Regions from separate parts of the Dromaius novaehollandiae genome. Here region 1 is linked to region 2. The links are chromatin contacts, called in public Hi-C maps. All regions are on one chromosome and are shown on one strand. Each heading gives the region's core, a stretch centred on a gene start, on an enhancer-like site or on the middle of the called end of the contact. The rest is flanking DNA. Distances are from core to core; before and after follow the strand shown. Region 1 has its middle 210 kb from the start of MID1IP1. Region 2 has its middle 170 kb from the start of BCOR.

Evidence for each region. A called contact is a pair of places that touch in the nucleus more often than the background predicts.
Region 1: a contact with region 2 is called in a Hi-C map of brain, with 2.3 times the contacts expected there. The contact joins two enhancer-like sites. A contact is called at or near these places in 2 of 4 Hi-C or Micro-C datasets (brain and liver).

Annotation. Positions count from the first base shown.
Region 1 is chr1:125,761,763-125,767,711 of bDroNov1.hap1, reverse strand. No RefSeq gene overlaps it. Among named protein-coding and RNA genes, the nearest start is that of MID1IP1, 210 kb to the left of the region's middle. Within about 2 kb of position 3,446, at least 1 of the 2 cell types and tissues checked has open chromatin away from gene starts, as enhancers often do.
Region 2 is chr1:125,665,710-125,671,781 of bDroNov1.hap1, reverse strand. No RefSeq gene overlaps it. Among named protein-coding and RNA genes, the nearest start is that of BCOR, 170 kb to the right of the region's middle. Within about 2 kb of position 3,326, at least 1 of the 2 cell types and tissues checked has open chromatin away from gene starts, as enhancers often do.

The DNA of each region.
Region 1 (5,949 bases), core at 2,197-4,696, 96 kb before region 2:
AAGCGTGGGAAGAGTGGATAGAAACGATAAAAAAAAAACCCTGATGTCTTTGCTAACGTGGCTCTCTCTTCGGTGCCGCAGCCCTGGAGAGGGTGCCTGGCCTTTTGTCCCTCTGCTTTTGCCACAACGACAGCAACAACAACGAGAGGACATCTGCAGAGGAGAGGAGCACAAACCTGCCAAAGAAAAGCAGCCCCCGGGGCAGTCACATGGAGCGAGACTCGTTTCTGGGGAAGAGCAAAGGGCAGTTTGGCAGGAGGGAGCCCCAGCGTCTCCGTGCCAGGGTGCAGGAGGCAGAGGGAAGCGAGGGCTCCAACAGAGCTGGGGAGACAGCGATGAAACAGTTGACTCGACCGGAGGGCGACAGGACTGCGTGTGGAGGGAAAAGCCCTCAGTGACCAGATGCGAGCTGCTGGGGCAGTGTCACGCAAGCAGAGCAGGTGAGGCAGCCCCAGGCCGCGGTTTGGGAACTGTTTGCTGCGTATGTGACTCTGGGCTGCAAGAGGTGTTTCTTCTCGTTTGCCTACAACATTGAAAACCACAGAGTGAGCGGCTGAGCAAAGAAGAGGTGTAAAAATAGAGTCGGAGTTACATATTGAGATACACCCAGGGCTGGATGTAACCTGAGAGCGCACTGCCATCAAAAAAAGGAGGAGGAGGGAGGGGGAAACGAAGGAGTAGGAATTACAAAATTTAGACTGCTATGAAAAGATCTGGATTAAAAATAAAATTGTTTGTGTGTGTTTTGGCCCAGCAGCACGTCTGGGATGGAGCATAATGCACTGTGATGCCAAGTACGAGGCTTGGATCAAGAGGAACATCTGTATTCCAGTTTCCCACACTGTCAGGAGACTGGCACTATTGCACAGACGACATCTCTAATCAGGAGGAGGAGGGGAGTGTGACGGGGTGGACGAGGGAGGTGGCCTTCGCCTGCGCTGAGAGCACTGTCTGTAGCAGTAAGCATCATATGCACCAAGAGCCAGTGACTATTCCCGTGGTCAGAAGCTGGTGGCCCAGATCAGAGCGACGTGGAGTCCCAGGAAGGATGCTAAGGGACATTCGTGTCCCTTGTGCTCAGGCACTAGTTTTGTGCAACTGCTTATTACAAACTAAAAAGAAAATGAGTGCAGAACTGTATGGAAAATGGTGCTGTGCACCTCTGCAGAGATATTCCAAGCATACCACGGGACATAAGATCTGAAGGAGGCAGAACTAGAAAATTATTTATTCACGGAGAAATGCAGTTTCTAGGAAGCCAAGACTATTCAGCGCAGTTGAGATTTAAACTGGAAAACAGTTTTGGCAGGAAACAATACTGAGAAATTGTTTTGAAAAATTCATTAATATCTAATTGTTTCATATATGATTTCCAAAAAGAAGTATTTGTGTGGAGAAGAGGAATTCAAGCACCATTCACTAGGGTACTCAAACACCATACTCCAAGCAGAGAAGGAGCACAAATGCACATATATACTATGCCCTCCAAGTGGTTAAATATAAATCAGTGATTAGCTAATGCTGGCGCATTAAGTATTCCTTGGTGTGGGGACTCCGCCTTTCCAAGCGGATGTTCTCCCCCGAGACTGTGGCATTCCTCATGGTTTCCCCCAACTCTGCGGCGATGTCATTATTTATAAAGGAGCAGGTGAGGGGGAGACCGTGACCCCCCATCCCTCCAGGATGCCCTGCTGGCTAATAGCTGGACAGTGTCCTGCAAGGTGAAATATCGTGTTTTAGTCCCTTTCCACAGCAAATGAACAAATGAACCCCTGCTCCTCTAATATTTTTTACTATGTGCCTTAGTGCACTGTTTTTATTTCCTGAAGTATTTGGGGTGTCCTTACACCTTTCTGGTGAAAGCAGTAGAGACATATCTTTTGTTCCTTTTTGAATCTAGCACTGTTTCTGGATTTAAGGAGCAGAACCTTTTTCTCTTGATCTCCAGATGAACCTGAAAAGCGCAGTGATCGGGGGGCGGGGGGGGGGGGGCGACCTGACAAAGATGCACCCCTGCAAGGTAAACCATATTGGTCTATGGCAGCCTTTCAGGGCACAGCTGTGAAGGTAGGTGCAGACAGACCCCCGTCTTCTCCAGCCACTCCAGCTGGCTCGACACAAGCTGTGTCCGGTCCAGAAGTCAGGTAGCCCCATGTCAGCTGGGGTCCAGCTCCAGACATGTGGGGGATCTGGCCTCTGCGTCAGCCTCTGAGCCAGCTCGGACCAAGCGCCCGGCAAGCCTGGTCTGTCTGTAGTCACTTGCAGCTCCAGCTCCGACCCAAAATGCTGATCATACACACAGATCTGCTGGATAGGTTGCTAAGAAAAAGCTGCAACAGAAGCCAAGGCTTGGGGTCCAGTGTCTGTACTGACTCTTTTATTTATTTATTTATCTATTTATTCTGATACAGGCAATTTCTGCCAGGGTTAGGGGGCCCGCTGCAGCTCATCACCTTTGAAAATCAGGCTAGCGACATGGGAACCTCCATGTGGTCTGAAGTTGCTGACTCCAGGCATCAGGGATTTTTGGTTGTTGTTTGTTTAAAATCAAAGCTGGAAGGTACGCTGTTCAGAGCTGGAGCTGAATTTCTGCTTAATCTCCACTTGCAAGAAAAGTGTGTCAGTTTTTCTTTTCCTTAAGCAGTGAAGTAATTAAAGGAAGAGCAAGGCAAATTTGCCGTTCTGGGAGCTGTTGCTGTATATCTGGGCTTCTGCAGAGAAAGCAGAGTCTTGCTATGAAGCTGTTCCAGCATGAATGTTTGGGCGATGTCAGAAAATACGCTGTTACTGATGAATCGTCAGAAGCTATGCTTTCAGATAGGAATATTCACCTGCGCTGCCATGTACCACGAAGGGTTCCAGCTGCTGCTATGTCCGATATATAATAATCCATTTTCAAACCCTCCTGCTCTGCAATAGCCAAGGATCTCTCCATTTGGAAGAAAGGGGCCACATTAACAACTAGACTGTAACCAGCACATCCTAAGCACATACATTCATCCCTCCCTAGGTGTGGACTTGGATCAGGGTTAGATTCCACATTCGCACCAGCTCCCCCCAAATCCAGAGGCATGTGTTTCCAGGATTTTCCAGGGCTCCATTTTTCAAATCTCGCATGGGAGGTTTGTCATTGCTAATAATTTCAGAGGAGCCCGTGGGGGCTGTTGCAGTGTATAAGGCTATAGTGACCTGTCTCAGCCTTTCTCTGTCCTCACTCAAGTGAGGTCCGCGTGAGCAACCGTCTTTCCCCACCAAAACTGCAACCCCAGCGCCAGGTAAAGGCACTCCAGGCATTTAAATCCAGCCGCCTCCAGCAAGTCCAGTCCCTTTCCTGCCCCTGCTCCGCTTCCCCCAGCCTGTTTTGCTTCGTGCGGAGGCGGTTCAGCGCTGCTGGCTTCCAGCTGGATCTGTGCCAGACTTGCGCGAGGAGCTCAGCTCACAGCTGGGAAGGCTGGAAAAAACAGCAAGAAATAGCCAGCGTTTCATAAGAAGCCTCGCAAGAGCTGGCTGCGCAGCCCTGCTCTGCAAACCAACGGAGTTCAGATAAGCTTTGACTAAGCATCCAAATTCCCTTTTAATTTCAGCCTTTTCTTGCTTTTGGCTTTGCACCAGCCTGGCAAGAGACCCAGCAGAGGGAATGGAAAAGAAGGCCTCAGTGTGCCTGGCTAAGAGAAACCTTACACTTTTACACATGCTGAAGTGATTTTTGCCCCAGTTTTAGGCCCCGTCCACGTCTGTAAATTCTCCCTAGAAAGCAAATGGTGACAGATTTGTGTTTAACCAGCAAAAATTTCCACCTAGGCTTTCTCTCAAAGTTAAACAGGTTTTGTTGTGTTTGCAAGTGCCAGCCCACAGGAATGGGGGATTGATCCTCTCAGCCTGTGTTGAGGCTGGTCCTGCCTCAGGGTCCTGCTGACTCAGGCAGGGACCTGATCCTAGGATCTGCTATCTCCCCTTGACCCACAGGCATCAACTTTTGCGTAGAAACCAAGGTGTGGAAAGCAGAGAAGGAGTAATGACTATTTGCTTCATGTCCTCGTGCCAGGATGGGACTCAGCCGAAAGATCCTGGCAAAATCCAAGAGTCCACCAATTTAGTCATCACAGAACAGAGTGAAGGCCAGTGGAAAACAGCCTTTGGTGGTTACTGGATGTGGATTCCTCAAGCACGCTGGAGAAGCATTTAGCCTTCATGTCCGTTCAGGACCTACCAAGCCTATCCGATGTATAGCTGGCTTACAAATAAAAACTCTCCACGAAGAAGCAGCCTGAAACCATCTAGTCATTTCACAAGAGACCCCACAAAGCTTTCAGAGTGTCATTTTTGATCTCTTTCAATCCTTGCTAGAAATACAAGCATCCTTTCTTGTGGCTAAAGTAAAAATTAGGCTTTGGTTTGGTTACCACAGGCCTACCACTGAGATACGATTTGCCATTATGGCAAAGAGCACTGCAGAGAAAGAAAAGCAGGACTCCAGCAAAGGATTTTTCTGCAGCTCTGGCCAGGCCTCCGTCGGTGTCAAGCTGTGTAAACGCTTATGCGTGTCAGTCGAGCACACGCCAGTTCAGTAAAGAAACCCGTAAACCACATACCCACCATACCCCATAAGCTGAAGTGCAGGGTGGAGTGGGTATGCTGCGAGCTCAGAAACACTTCTGCAGGGCTCGGCGGTGTTTCTGGAAAAGATCAGGGCTGGAGCTAACGGGAATCAGGGCAGTCTGGCTCACCCGTTTACAGGAGTCTCCAGAAAAGAAAATGCGCGACAGCCAAAAAACCCCTCCTGTGTACCAAAACGCATCTCAGATGAGCCTGCTTTATACAATAATCACTTTGTGTTGTATAACAATAGAAGAAAGCCTTGTTTCTGCACAAACAGAAGGCAATCCTTCTGGATTTAATGCAACAGCCATCTATAATGACGCACACAGTTCAACACAGACACAGGTAGCAGGGCACTTTGAGCTCATTCATATGAATACAATACCCATGGCAACACAACACGCCAACATTTTTAGAAAAAAACAATTTTACTTTTATCACTCTGTTATTTTTAATCATTTTCAGCTGCTTTTTTAACATTGTGCTTCCTATGCATTTTATTTTAATACAAGGAAAAAGTGTTCAGCAGCTAATATTTCTGTTTTTTAATGGCTTGAAAATAATGAAGGAGCATTGAGCAGTTCCTGAGTCTTCCAGAGCATTGGTATTTTTAAAGATGAGATTGATCAAAGGGGCTGTGAACTCTAATGGAGATTGATTGGCTAAGTATTGTAATGCCACTACAGAGGCCAGTTCAGTGTGGATCCCAGCCTCCTCTTTTCATCTGCTATCCGCTCAAATGGCCCAAACCTCTTGCTGAAGCAATATCCTGGCTATTATTAATATCCTACATTTCTTATAAAGGTCTGGGGCGGGGGGGGTGGATTCATTTTTATACCACCTGATCATTTGCGCCACTGCTTTGCAGCCAGCAGGGAACAGAGAAATCCTCTCCCCTACGCTGCTGCCGTGCGTCTGAGCTACCCCAGCCTGAGACTGCGCCGAGCCCACATTGCAATGCAGGCTGCGCGGCGGCATGTGAGACAGGCAGGAGAGGCGATCCAGTGAGGGGAGGTTTTATCCCACTTATATGCAACACACACCAACTTCTGCTGTAAACCCGCCTGGCGTCCTGCTGAAGGGGGGCTTGGCAGCAGCTATCCCACATGATGAGGGCGATGAAGCTCCATGTGGGGGACAACAAGGCTCCCGAGCACACATTTGCATGGGCGCAAGGAGGGGCAAGTGAGGTGTCTACCTCGCTGCCAGGACGAGGGCACCCACCGCAGTCCTGCTGTGGCCGCTGCTTCCCTGCCTCCAGGGAAGGGCTCAGCCAGCATCCGAACACCCAGCTGGGCTATGGAGCAGCACCTTGGTTTTCTTCACTTTCTGGCTACTCCACTGAGTCCC
Region 2 (6,072 bases), core at 2,077-4,576:
CAGCTGCAGGAGGCAGTGCAGCCGCTGAGCTGAACCCACACAGCCCCCAGCACATGCAGCTGCAGCTGCCCCTTTGGCTGCAAGGAGATCACCGGAGCCACTGCTCACGGAGACGAGGAACAAGCACCCAGGACTGGTACTGTAGAGGGCTCCTCAAAAGAGGAAAGCTATTAAGAAAATAGGTAGATGAGAAAAGCTCCTTAGCTGGCTGAGAGGAGCAGCCAAAGCAATGGCAAAGGATGGGCATTTGGAGAGCAGAATTTGGCCCAGCTGTTGACCCCTACCTGCCACTGAGGACAGTAGCGAAGGGAAGGGAGCTGCCTCTTTCACTGTCTCTGTCATAGCTGTATTAACCCATCAGTGTTAGAGGATTCAAAATAAATACATAGGTAGGTTTTCAGAGCAGAGCCATGCTTTATCTACTGCACAACTGGTGTGGGGGTTAGAGCAGCTCATGTCTGTTTTCCTGCACTGCACTCTTTTAATGCAAGAAGCCCATCAACCTTTCTCAGAGACAAGAGTCAGCACTGTGAATCAACGCAAGATGCTCTGTCTTGCTCAAGAAGATGAACTTTAATTCTTTGTTTATTTGCAGCCCTCCTTAATCTAGAAGAAATCATCTGCACTTAGAAGGCATAGCTTGCATGCCTTTTGATTTTAAAAAGCACAACATTTGCACCTACCTTTGTGATTTCTCCCCTGCCCTGCCCTGACACCTCCTCAGGGACTCCAGATATGTCCTCTGCAGCTTCTTTCCCTCACTTGGCTCTCAGCTTAGGAAAACAATGTCTGCTTTGGACTTTATCATCAGTCAAAATAGTCAAACCAGGATCTTCCCAAACTATTCCTTAGAGCAAGCCCATATTCCCATAATTTCAGCAAAAGGGCTTACAATGACATGAAGATAGCCATTTCTATTATGGAAAAAAACAGGAGCTGTCTGAAAGAAAATTGCCACAAAGGAAAGGAGCGAGGGCCCAGCTTCTCTGACAATCAGAGTGACACAGCTTGCATGAGAATTTATTTCAGTGTGCTTCTTCAGCACACACCAGACTTTCCCGAGGGGCTGTTTCAGATCTCACTTACTAACTTTCCTGACTGGAATTGAGGTTTGCCTTTACTTTGCTTTTTCCTTTCACACTGTCACTTGGGGTCCTGCTTGGTTTCCCACAACCTTCCCACCCTGTGTGCCTCACCTCTTCCCCAGCCTCCCACCATAGCCCAAAGAGATAAAGAAATACTGAAAATGTGTCAATGAACACAGCTCTAGTGAACTTCAACTCATTTCTGCCCCTCTCAGCACTCCTTCCTTAGAGGCATTATCCAGCCCATGGCTCTTCACGGCAGTCAAGATCTCAACTTTTTTTTCTCAAAGCAAGTTCAGACTGTGGCTCAGGTTAAAGGCTTCTCAAGAAAAGCTCGCCCATACTTTCCACCTCTGGAAAAAACAGCTGAACTGGTTCCTGAGATGATCTCTAGTCTCCTAGATCATGGAGCTGGCCAGTCCTAAGAGGAGTCAAAGGATCACAGGTGAGTTTCACATGCACTCCCTCGTCACATGCAGTAACTTGCATGCCGACTGGTCCCATGGGCCAAAGAATAGCAGGATCTGAGGCCCACAGCTGGCCTGAGCATCCAGGTCCTGGGGATTCTTCCTTCTTTTTCCCAGCAGTATTTTAATTTGACACAAAAAAGGATCTTCTCACAAGCGCTGCTTCAGTTCGATCTCTCTTTTTCAGGCTTTTCTTCGTTGGACTTTGGGATACCATGTGTTTGGAGTAGGAATCCCTACATTTGATTACACATCTTGGGGCAGAAGACCTAAGTCATATCTAATAAACCATTACCTTTGCCAAGAGCAGCAACGTTAAATCCTGTGATACGGGCAGTCGCCACAGTGGAGATAGCTCAAGCTGGTGTGCTGGCACGGTGACAGCAGATTCTCTCCCGGCTACTGCTGAGCCAGGTTCAAGAGCTTAAATACAGCTTCGAGCTCTGGCAGTGAGTCTCTGAGGCATGACATGCCCAAGCTTCCTGAGGGCTGCAAAGCTCCCTCACATCAGTGCCTGCCACCCAGTCTGCAAAGTGGTACTGCATCAGCTCTGGAGAGCAAGAGAGGGAAGAGAGAGATGTTCACTCAAACTGGCAGCTGCCTTTTGTTTCGTGATGGCAGCTGCCAGCAAGACACAGGCAGGGCAAGGGAAAAACACACAAGAGCAACATGCTAGATGCAAAGCATATTACACGCTAGATTTAAAATAAAATAGCATGCATGAGGGGTAAATATTCAGCATAACGCATGACGACTCCACCCTGCCATTCTCCTTCCATTTCCTAGGAGCTGCGGGACTGGATCTCCCTTGGCTGTGCTCTCTGTCCTGCAAAAAAAGTAAGGGGCAATACTTGAATTTTAGAGGCAAAGGAAGCCAGTGCCTGAGAGCTGATTTCCTTAATCCAGCTGAGGCGGGTTAAAGGGCAAAATTTCAGTCCAGTGGAGAAGGGTCTGTGGATGATCCCGTACGGTGGGCTCATTGCTTCTCTCTCCACTCAGATTGCTTGCTTGCCTCCTCTTCTTGCAGGAGCGTATTTCAGTAGATTTAATGCTTTTGGCAGAGCAGCTGCCCTGGTGCCTGAATCCCCTCTCTCAGCGGCAGTAGCAGCCATGGCAGGCGCTCCTCTCCTCCTCCACCTCACCTGCCAGCCAGCGCCAGCCCCGGCACGGCACCGCGCCGCCAGCACCACCTCCCCACCGCGAGGGAAGTGCATTGCTATGGCAGATCTGCTCCACGATAGCTGTCGGGGCCTGGGTGATGCCAGGCAGGGTCCACATCTGCAATAGGGAACACCTCTGGCCCTTCACAGCCCCATCTGTCACAGTGTCTTTACTCCAAAAGGTATGCTGGTGAGGGTGGCGACGCGTTTCGGTGCTGGTCTCTTCCTTCTTCAACAAGGTAAATTTGGCTCTGGGCTCCCTGGTGCCGCAGCAGAAACGCTTTGGCCACATGGCACTCTGCTGGTCTGAATTCATTTTAGCAGTCCTGACAAGCCAACTTTGTACCAGCAGCTTCTTATGCAAGATCAGATATTGTTTATCCACCTTGCTTTAACTTTGTGCCATATCTGATATTGTCTCTCTGCACCAAGCTAGCTTTTTGCCTGATCAGGTATTGCCTATCCTTCCTCAGCCAGCATAAAGCATAAATTCCACACCGTGCACGCAGGCTAATTCACCAGAAATGCGATCGCATGCCTGCACCTGATGCAGATCAGAGCTGCACTGCCAAGCGATCTGGTAGTGCACAGATCTGGTATTAATTACCCCGGGAGCATGGCCTCAGCATGCTTCGACAGCTGCCGGAGGCACCCGGGTGCACCGTGGCAGGGGCCGAGCACTGCCAGAGCACGCTCTAGATCCCACAGCCCTGGCCAGAAAAGGCAGAAAGACCTGGTGGCTGCAAAGATAGAGCTGGGACACTAGGAACCCACACAGGAGCTGTAAACCCCAAGGGTGTCACCGCAGGGGGAAGGAGCAGGAAGAGGAGAGGAAAATTGCTCTTCTTACCTCAGGTTAAAATAGTGGTGAGGATAAGCTGAGTTTTACCAGAGGCTGAATTTAAGCTGCTACCCCATTTGAAAAAAGCCAGGTTACTGTCTTTCTCCTGCTGTGCCCACCTGCCAGAGCTAACTCAAGTTAGTCAAGCCACACTAAGAAAACACCTTTCCTTTATCTACTTGCTCTGATCAGAGAGTGTAGACATACCTGAAGCAGGTCTGGGCTCTTTTATAATGCAGGGAAATGTTTCAGAAGTATCCAGCGAACGAGGATTTTTTTGAATGTGCAGCAGAGAAAGAAGCGTGTTGTGTGAAAGCAAAGTGACACTGAATGTGGCCATGGAGATAAAATGTTTTCTTCAGCTCCTGCGTCCGAGAGCAGCATTTCTCAAAGACAGCCTTTTTCTATTTCATATTCTTTCTGTTTATTTTAAATGAAGCCCTTTTTTACCTCTTTTTTTAGGTTTTAATATTTGTATAAAACATATTCCATGATCCTTACAGAGGAAAAGAAGCAAAGTCCTATATCTTTAAGTGTGTTTAGAAACACCCAGTGATCAAAGTCAACACTGTATGAGCAGCAATTGAGTTACTCCTATTATCATGCATTCCTGGGTTTGACAGATTGCATCATTCAGTGTGTCGATGTATCAGTATTTGATATACTATGAATATTCACAGCGCATATTAAATTAACCAGGTGAGAAAACACAGGTTTGTTTTGCATGTTAACTCCGTGTTAACGCTGCCCCTAAGTGGTTAAGTTGGTTTATTGCAAGTTAATTAGCCCTCATTTCAGGCAGTTATTTATTTATATATGGAATACTGTCATGGGGTTTTTTTGTTTCAGCTTTGTGACTAGGCTTTGCTTCTCTTTCTAGTTTATGTTTGCATCCTCTTCTGTGTGGGTTTCATATAACTGCAATGTTTACAGTCAACTCAGCCTGGAAAATATGCATATGGGGAAACATAGATGCCTATTACATGTTTATTACTCAGTTTAGGAGAGGCTGTGATCCTGTCAGCAGACTCGTCTCCCTCTACTCATTTTAATTGGCATTTCAAGGGATGCTTGGGAAAGCTGATGAAGTTTGAAGTTACAGTGGGTTGCTTTTTGTATCTTTGCTCCCAAATTAATCTGCCACGTCGCAATGATTTCCTCAGCTGGCCACAGCCTGCCCTTTTCCAAGGTGCTCCAGTGTTTCTCCTAATCCTCCCATCCTCCTGTGCAGATCAGCGCAACACACCAAGACCCAGCCTTCCCCTCCATGGGCAGCTGGTGGCTGGTGGTGTGGCAGGTGGCTGTGGGCACACTCTGGGCTCGCCAGGCTCGCTGTTGGTCCTGCTTCTCGGTGTGTGCCCCTCCACCTGCCCCTCAGGGTCCTCCAGGTGCAGGGGGCGAGCAGCTGCATATGTCCTGCTGTCTCTGCAAGTGCTTGCACTGAAAGTTGTGGCTCCATAAAACCTGGCACCAATTAATACGCTGGGCCCCACAGTGCCTTTTAAAATCGTCCACCATGGACCTCCTTGTCTTAGCTGCTTCCTGGCAGTGGTCAGGGAGCCTGGGACCGTAACGCCCTTTCTGGGATGCATCTGCCCCCCAGAGAGCATTAAATAGGCAGCCACCATGACACTTCAAAGTCCACACAGATGACTTTCCCAGCTCCTCATTTTATTAGCGGCTTGAGTCCTTCAGGTCAAAACAGACTTTCACTTCTGAAGCGCTTCCACTCCCTTTAGGATGGCAAGGTGCTGCAGAAATGCACCTTGGTGCTGACCCTACCTCCTCCTCGTCCTCAGAGGTCAGAGTCCAAACAGGCAATATGTTAAGCCAGTCGCAGGAGGAGCAGTGCCTGGACACACTGGGCTTGCACCTCTGGAGACCTGGATTCAAACTGACAGTCGAGTCTCCAAGTGAGTGAAACGAACCTGGTCGGTATTACACTATGAGATGCCTGCACGCCTGCACTGCATCGTGCAGCATACTTGTCCGTCCCTGCCCAGGCTACGTCCGCAGCATGAGGAGAGGAAGGCAAGGAAGAGCAGGGACAGTGCAGCTCAGGATACCTGGATATATTGGCAGCATCTCTCTTCTCATTAACCCTGTGGATTTATTAGCCTCTTGTTTTCACAAGCTCAAAAATTCATATCTAAGATGCCATAAAAATTGAACAGCAGTGAATCTTCAGGGGTGTCTCCAGGCTTTGGCACAGAGCACAGGCTGCTTTTCCTTCATGCCGCTGCAGCCCTTCACCTTGAAGGAGTGACGGCGTTTGTCTCTCATCCGCTTTGCTCAGGAGCGTGTGGACTGGAGGCTGGGAGGCGTCTCACTGCATTGAGCTCCCATGTCTGTATGCTGGGTCCTCACAGTGCATCCCAGTGCCGGGGCTCGGAGAGAGATGTCCAGCCCTGCCCAGCGGGGCTGGGGACGGCGAGGGGGAGAGCGAGCGTGCATCCTCCTTCTCCACGATGCCCTGCTGGAGCTGCTGAGGGTGGAGCGGGCTGCGCCGCGGCTCTGCG